2 separate regions of the Rattus norvegicus genome follow, and region 1 is linked to region 2. The links are chromatin contacts, called in public Hi-C maps. All regions are on one chromosome and are shown on one strand. The core of a region is the stretch at or near the end of the contact, and the rest is flanking DNA. Distances in the headings are between cores, read along the strand shown. Region 1 holds the start of Zyg11b (zyg-11 family member B, cell cycle regulator). Region 2 holds the start of Cpt2 (carnitine palmitoyltransferase 2).

The links. A called contact is a pair of places that touch in the nucleus more often than the background predicts.
Region 1: a Hi-C map of mammary epithelial cells shows a contact between it and region 2, with 2.8 times the contacts expected there. The contact joins the promoter of Zyg11b here to the promoter of Cpt2 in region 2. A contact is called at or near these places in 2 of 12 Hi-C or Micro-C datasets (Schwann cells and mammary epithelial cells).

Annotation. Positions count from the first base shown.
Region 1 is chr5:128,269,283-128,273,424 of GRCr8, reverse strand. Zyg11b (zyg-11 family member B, cell cycle regulator) reads left to right here and starts at 1,979. Exons shown (of 14, transcript NM_001426994.1): 1 at 1,979-2,182. The coding sequence starts at 2,153.
Region 2 is chr5:127,909,220-127,913,159 of GRCr8, reverse strand. Cpt2 (carnitine palmitoyltransferase 2) reads left to right here and starts at 2,342. Exons shown (of 5, transcript NM_012930.1): 1 at 2,342-2,555. The coding sequence starts at 2,404. It overlaps LOC134486962 (a long non-coding RNA gene), which reads right to left and starts at 1,938. Exons shown (of 3, transcript XR_010066570.1): 1 at 1,801-1,938.

The DNA of each region.
Region 1 (4,142 bases), core at 730-3,229, 360 kb before region 2:
CTCCTCCTCCCCCTCTTCTTCTTCCTCCTCCTCCCTCCCTCTCTCTCTCTCTCTCTCTCTCTCTCTCTCTCTCTCTCTCTGCAACCATCCACCAGATAACTCAAAATCTGCCTACCTCTAATCCCTCCAGTGATTGGCTGTACCGTTTTTAATTAACCAATAGCTTTAAGTGAAGGAGCAAGTTTTGCACAACAAAAGCTGCCAAATGTGAGCATTCACTCCTAGGAAACTAGACCTTCAGGAACAGAGTTTGGCATTACCATACACAGCAACAGACCAAACCTCCACACTAGAGTAATCAAATTCACAGAGATTAAAAAATTAGGTCTATGCGAGTTTTGAGTGTGTCTCAGGTAGAGAGCTTGCATAGCACATATGAGGCCATCGACTTAATATCCAGCACTGCAGCAACCTCAACAAAAGGTAGCACAGTGCTTGCCAAGGGACGGTGAGAAAGAATATGGGCATAGACATTCAGTTTTGCAAGAGCAGCAGAGTCTGAGCAGTGAGGATGTTGCCCAAGAGGAGAACACTTGCACAGCATGTGCAAAGCCTTGTGGTTAATTCCCAGGACCACACACAAGGTGAAAGCAATCAAGTGGCAGCCTTCTGGAAGTGCCTGTTTGGCAATAGCTATACTAGTACTTAATGCTGCCCTGATTGTATTAAAAATGGAAGATGGCCAAGTGGCAAAAGGCCAGGGGGTTAGGTCTCCAGAAGGTGTGCTCTGGAAAAACAGTGACATACTTTCTCTAGCAAGGCTACACTTCCTAATATCGCCATCCTCTGTGGGCCAAGCATTCAAACACAGGAGTCTGTGGGGGCCATACCTATTCAAACCATCACAGCGGAGAAATGGGAAAGTTGAAGCAAGCATGGACTTCATAGTGAATTCAAGGCTAGCCTGCGCTACAGAGAGGGAAAAAAGTATAGAAGTGGAATTTCAGGAGGTCTGGAAGTCACTGTCAGTGATAAAAACTTACATGGATGTTCTCTTTTGTCCATTTAAGTTGTCAGTGATTTGAAGGCAAAAATGATTAGGTAAACGAGCACGAGGAAGGAAGTATGGGAGGCCTGGGAAGAGAGACTTGAAGTAGCTATCTAGATGGTGGAAAAGTACAGTGTAGCCAAGCAGCGTTGGAACATAAGATCAAAGGAAGGAGAGGCATTCAGTCCCACAGTGTGCTTTGGGGTTTCCCCCAAGCTGTGGCTTCACTGCAGGTTCAGGATCGGAACTTTAAATTTACATGTTTTAATTTATTTTATGTGTGTGAGTGTTTTGCCTATGTGTCAGACGCATGCATGGTGCCTTCAGAGTCCAGAAGAGGGTGTCAGATCCCCTGAAAGTGTAGTTATGGTTTTGAGCCTCCGTGTGGGTGTTGAGAACTGAACCTGGGTCCTCTGAAGAGCAGCCAGTGCTCTTAACTGCAGAGCCATCTTCCAGTCCCTGGAGTGCTTTTTGATAGTAAAAAGGAAAGAGAGGAGATAGAGAAAGGAAGTGAATATTGGGATGTGACTCAGTGGCAGGCAGAACACGGGCCTATATGCTATATAGAGGGACCCTGTCTCAAAAAAACAAAACAAAAACAACAAAACAAAATCATATAACAGAATGCTGAAATCACTAAGAACAATGACAACAAAAATTAATGACTATGAATCAGAAGTTAAAATTTGAAGAATGAGGGTAACCACGGCAGTCTCCTGGAGGTTAGGTTTAAATCTCTTCCAAAGCAGAAAAAAAGCGAATCCCTGTGAGAGGGCGTTGGCCCCTTTAAGGGTTGGTGTTCGGGAAAGGGAGTTTACGCTGAGAAGGGGCGGAGTCTGAAGGGGGTGGGATCACCGGGGGGCGGGGCAAGGCAGGCACGGGGAGAGGGGCGGGACTTCTAGGGGGCAGGGCGCGGTAGGCTCGGCGAGAGAGGGGCGGGACCTCGCGTGGGGGGAGGCGGGGCGCAGCAGGCGCGGCGAGCGAGGCGGAGTCTGAGTTTCGGTCAGGCTGCGGCAGCGGCTGCTGTAGTTCAGAAGAGCGAGGCCGAGGCCTGGGCCCAGCCCGGAGCCGCTGCCTGACCGGAGCCACCTGGAGCCCCCGCGCCGGGTGATCTTAGCGGCGGGCTCGGGCTCGGCCGGCAACCACACGCAGGACCGAGGCTGCATGCCGGAGGACCAGGCCCACACAGCCATGGTAAGCTAGCGCGGCCTGTCCCCCTCCTCCCCCCTCCCCCCGGGCTACCGCCGGGCAGCCGTCTCACTCTTCTTCCCGCACCCTTGGCCTCTGCCTCCTCCGGCTTGCGTTTCCCATCCACCAGCTGGAGCAAACACCTTTAGGAGACATCCCTTAATCTCCCTTCTCTCCGGTGACACCCTTTTGTCCCCCGGTGACAGCCTCCTTCGCATTCTCCTCGTCCCCCCTCCCTGTCCTTAACCCTCGCCTTTCTCCTCAACCATTTTACCTTTCTCCTCTATGGTCGTTAATCTCTTCCCACCCCACACTTTTCGTTCTCACACTTTGCTTCCTTTCCCTCCTCGATCCCCTTCACCCTTCTGTCTCCAGCGCCCCTTCTTCCCCTTGGTCCTCGACCATCCGCATTTCCTCTGTCGCTCGTCGGATGTCCTCCGTCGCCGGCTCACACATCTGTCCCCATTTCCTTCTGCAGGCTTCAGGGGGCTAACTAAGCAGGAGCAATTTGAAGGCAATTGCTTCCCAGGAGCTGTTGGGCGGGCACATACAGATTAGTAGTCTTTCTTTCCCCTTTCTGTTTTGGAGTGGGGAAGTGAGGGGAGATTGGCGGTATGGAAGATTAGTCTGGAAGCGTTACTACCTAGTGTCATTGCAAAAACCGGAGTGAGGTGTGTTATAGAGTACATCTTGAAGCCTTTTGCCATCATCAGGCCTTTTGACAGAAATAGTGAAAAAGGTTGTGAAATTTTTATTTTGAATGCGTTTTCATGTGGAGTTACTGTTTGGGAAATTAAAAATCTCTTGTATTTTGCAGGCTTGACAGTTGTTGCTCAGAACACATGATTTGTTTTTTGTTAGGCAGAGACCAAGGGCATTTGAGGTCTGAATATCAGGTTGGCAGTCAGATTGTGACAGTCCTTCGAATACCTTCCTTCTAAAGGTTGTATTTGTTTTGCCCTTTCTGCCCTCTCTTGGAGAGACCCTTTCTTTGCAAATTTTCCTCTGCTTCAAAATGGCTGTGACTACAGCCCTCTTTTGAAGTGAGTTACCCGTGTTTTGCAGTGTATATATTGAAAGCATTGTTCCATCATATACAATTGGCTAAATTTTGATCTCTGGGAGGAATAATACATTCTAGTCAAAAAGACTTCCTGCTAATCATAGTTTCCTAGTTTGTATTTCCCTCTATCTGGTTTTTAGGAAGGTAACTTACTATCTGGTTATTTAACCAGGAAACCCTCCCTCCCTCCCTCCCTCCCTCCTTCCCTCCCTCCCTCATGGACTCTGCCTCTTCTCTATTGTCTTTCCCCAGTGATTTCGGCTCTCAGGCTCTCACTTGTAACTGCTCTCACTGTGTGCTGATCTGCTCCTTCCCATGTTAGAGTCAGGAAACAACTGGGCCTTCCTTAATTCCCTTTAGTCCCAGTGCCCAGGTCAAGTAGACACTTGGATGATTTGATTTAGATCTCATTTCCTTACCTGACAAATGCAGTCTCTCACTGAAATGTGAGGTACCCGGCAATCTACTCAGGGCGAGCTGAAGCATATTTTGGTGCAGAAAGGAGTAGAGTAAGATGTAGCAATGACTCCAGACTAGAGGGCCATCTTGCTGGAGAAGGTTGCAGGCTGTTAGACTTTTGGCCTTTCCACCGACTGAATGAGTATAGAAAGAGGACTGGGATTCAAAGAATCATTTGAGCTGGGCCTGAATGATGGACCATTTGGGAAGGAAGGAAGAAGACTTCATCTCAAGTGTGAAAGATATGTTGTGAAAAGTTGGGTACTCCTTCAGTCCCACCACTGGGGAGGCAGAGACAGCTGGATCCTTGGGGTCAGCCTGCTCTAGAGAGTTCTAGAAGAGCCAGGGCTACAAGAGAGACTGTTTCTGGGGGAAATGATTTATAGTGAAGGATTACATGTTTACTACCTGGAAGGATGGAAGAAATAGGATGTGGTGAGAAAG
Region 2 (3,940 bases), core at 1,093-3,592:
TTTGTATGTACCTCCCTGTTCCCTGCGCTCTGGACAGCTCGCTGCCTGACCTTACCTGCCCTTGGGGCTTGGGTTGAGTTGGCACAGAGCCATGCAAGACACAGACTCAGGAGCAGGTGAGAATGCTGTAGCAAGCTCATCTGAGCTCAGCTGCAAGCTCCTTTGATACCCTCCGCCCACGCCCCATTGGTCCTGAGAAAATACTTCCCGACTTGCTAGCATTGTTTGCACCAGAAATCTTTGTTCTCTCAGGCAGTCCTCAATTAGGTCCTCCTACAGGAGATGCTTTTGTAGCTGCACGGCGCCCAGCGTTTACATAGAGGCAGCTCTGCTGTTCCTGCTATACCTACCTCCCTTTCTGGACAAAGGACACAAAGGAATAAAACAAAAGCCTCATGCTTATATGGGGGCAAAGCACATAGACCACGAAGGGGTCAGTTTACAGTGCGTGTCGAGGGGCGGGGGGAAGCCAAAGGAGGGCACTTGACCATAAGGCAAAAAGGATAACTGCAATAAAAAACAAAACAAACAAACAAAAAAACCTGAACTCAAGCAAGCTCGATGCCCATACCCACACGGGTAGAGAGCACTGTACTAGGCCCCAGATGTTGCTTGTGACTCCGACCAAGACCCTTGGAGGAGGGGGTAAGTAAGCACAGAGTCAATAATCCAGACTCCCAGAGGCAGGCAAATGGCAGAAGAGGACTCGTTTACTACGGGAACTGGGCAAGCCTCTATACCTCCTTCCTAGCATCTCATTGTTTTTCAAGTAGCCAGATATAATGCTGTCATTTTCTCAGTGGCTCACTCCAATGCCTGATCCAACATTAGCAGTCTCTAGCCGTGCTGGAAGACCTAGGTTGGCTCAGGAAGGAAGTATCAACGGCTCATATGCCAGCATTGCCACTGGGCCTGCCTGGCTAAGTTCCTCCTGTAGTCAGGGACTCTTTTATCAACCACACCAGCACTGCAGTGTTCACTCACTCTAGGTAAAGCCTGCTGGAACCTGGGACTTAGGCCTCAAGCCCAGACGATTCTAGGTTCCACTTCCTCTCATTTCTTTGACTGCTTGACAGTTCGCTTATGCTGTGTTTGGTCTCCCTTCCCCAGCTGGATCTTTTTGTTGAAATATGAACTCTTTCTTCCCTTATCTAGTTAAAGTCTCTTGTTTCTAAGAACATTTATTTGGAAATTGAATATTACTTTTAACCTGGCTACTGTGTTGTATCCTTTCATAGTTAATTCAAACTCTGGGGATTACTTCAATACAGTTGCTTCAGTCTCCGGGATTTTTTCTCTAAGTAGATAAACTTCCTTGATCCTTACACAGTCTTCCTAGACTCCCAGCTCATGATATCTTAATGTGGTACAGGTTCATACCTAAATAAAAGATGCACAGTACTTGCCCACAGAAGGGCCAAGGCTAGACCAGGGTACATAAATGCAAACAAGGACTCTGCCCTTGAGGACTTCAAAATTTACTGTGAGAGGTAGATAATTAAATAACTCACAATTACAGCTAAGCTTTTTGTAGGATTGTGGGAAAAGCACTGTGGAATCACAGAGGGGAGGATTCACTCTTGCAAGATGAAGGATGAGGATGGAGAGGAACTCCTGAGACACGGGAGCTCAGGAACCTTACAGCTCTGAGGTGGGGCAGTGTCCCAATGGAACAGCATCCTGAGACATGGGAGCTCAGGAATCATAAGCTCTGAGTGAAAGCCTCCTCAGCAGAGGTGATGCAGCTCTCAGGGGAGCTAAGGAGCTCAGGAGCGCTCCCTCCCGCCCCCCCTCCTTTACCTCTTCTCTTCATTGCTTCTTTTCTTCTTGGCTTCTTCCGAAGATTTCAGGCTTATGGAACGCTACATGGACCTAGTATAAGCCTAACAAATTGTATTGGTAAAATAAGTATGTCTATTGTTCAGTAAATCTAGAACTGTGGGGGAGTTTGATCTTGTTCTCTACTTATAAGACAAAGGTTTGAAATGTTCTTGGTCTCTAGGGACCAAACTTTGACAAGTTTAGGTCTGCCCAAATGCCAAGTTTCAGCGTTTCTTTTTTCTCTATCTCTGATTCCTATTCAGTCTGTGAAAGGAAAAGAGGGCAGCTTCCGAGATATATGCCTGCCGCCTTGGGACAAGAAGTTGGACTTACTGTTCAGAGACCAAGCCCTGCCCGAGTGGGCGTGGCCCGTTCATGGGCGTGGCCGCGGTGTGGGCGGGTTCTGCGAGAGGATGAGTGCGGGCGGGGCCGCCGCCGGTCCGCGCCCGGAAGTGCCCTGTGGGCGGAGTTGAACTGGACGTTAAGTCCCTGCGCGGTGTCCGGCGTCCGAGGGCAGCGGCCTGCTTGCTCAGGAACTCCCTCAGCCGCCGCGTTCTCTAGCCGCCGTTGCTGCCCGGGACGATGATGCCGCGCCTGCTGTTTCGTGCCTGGCCCCGCTGCCCCTCGCTTGTCCTGGGAGCCCCTAGTAGGCCCTTAAGTGCTGTCTCGGGGCCGGACGATTATCTGCAGCACAGCATCGTGCCCACCATGCACTACCAGGACAGCCTGCCCAGGTGAGCCCAGCCTCCTGGCCCCGGCCACAGACCCGACTCCTGGCACTCAGGATTTGCCCTGAACCTCCGGCCTTGGAGGCAGCCAAATTGCCCAGCTTGGAAAACCTGAGACTGTGAGAATTCCCTGGCTCAGAAGATTCAGAAACTTTAAGACCGCTCCGAAACCCTCCCGTCTACAAGTTGTGATTCCCACAAACTCCCTCTCCATTAATCTTTCAGACAGCTACCCTGAGCCCTTCACACGTAGTACCTGAAAACCACCCGAATCCTTACTACTAGGGTAGTCTATTTGTTTTGTTTTGAGACAGGGTTTCTTCGTGTGCCCTAGAACTAGCTCTGTAGATCGCTGGCCTGCAGTGAACCTCTTGTTTCTGCCCACAGAGTGCTGGGATTAATAGCATTGGCACCTCTGTTCAGGGAGGAGAGCCAATTGCTAACATGGGTCTCCCTCGGGTCAATTTCCACTATCCACCTTCTTTACTTGTTGCTGAGAACAACCCACTCCTCTTCCAGTACCTGCTCTGTTAGTGTCCCATCAGATGCTGCAAGCACACCTTCGTCCTCAGTTTACCACTCTCCATCTTCTAAGGTCAGACTTAACCTAGAAACTTCTCATCCCCACCAAACCTTCCTCATCACTCTTTCGGGTGGTCCCCAACACTTCACCCACACTACCTGACCTATCCAAACAGCCCTAATGAGTGTTTCCCCATGTCAGTCACCCCCTCTCCCCAATACCCAGTACTTCCTTAAATCTGGAGTCTAGTTTTCTCTCTGACCTCTCAGCTTTGATCTGGCTTGCCAGATCTACTGCAAGGATAGAAAACACCTTCTTCTCTAAGCCACACCTAAATCGTCTTCTCTGCATTCACTGTTTATTTCCCAAACCAAGCTCCCCTCTTGGTGTCCTTCTGATTCAGCCATCCTCCTGTCCAGGAGCTTCCTGCTCCATCCAGGAAAAAACAAACATTGTTCCAAGGTATTGTCCCTGCTGTGGGGTTTGCTTTCCTCCATGTCCAGCAGTTATTTAACTCAGTGTCATCTGCCCACCCTGCCTTATCAGCAAGAATACCCTGTGTGCAAACGTGTAAAACCAGGCTACAGTGAGGTTCTCTGAATTCAGCGGGAGGGAGGGGGAAAGAGAAAGGGTCTTTACTATGGTAGGATGAGGGTGTACCGTGGCCTCTCCTGACAGCCTGTGTGAGCTGCACTAATATGTAGGGGAAAGGTGAGGGCTTGGGAAAGAGTGTTTTGATTTGCTGAGTCAGAAGGGCACTGACCTTCAGGCAGGCCTGTGCCTCACCCAGGTTTAAGATCAGGTGGACTGTTGGCAGTTGAGAATTGGGAACCTGTAAGAACATTCAACATGGTTTAGTCTGTACAAA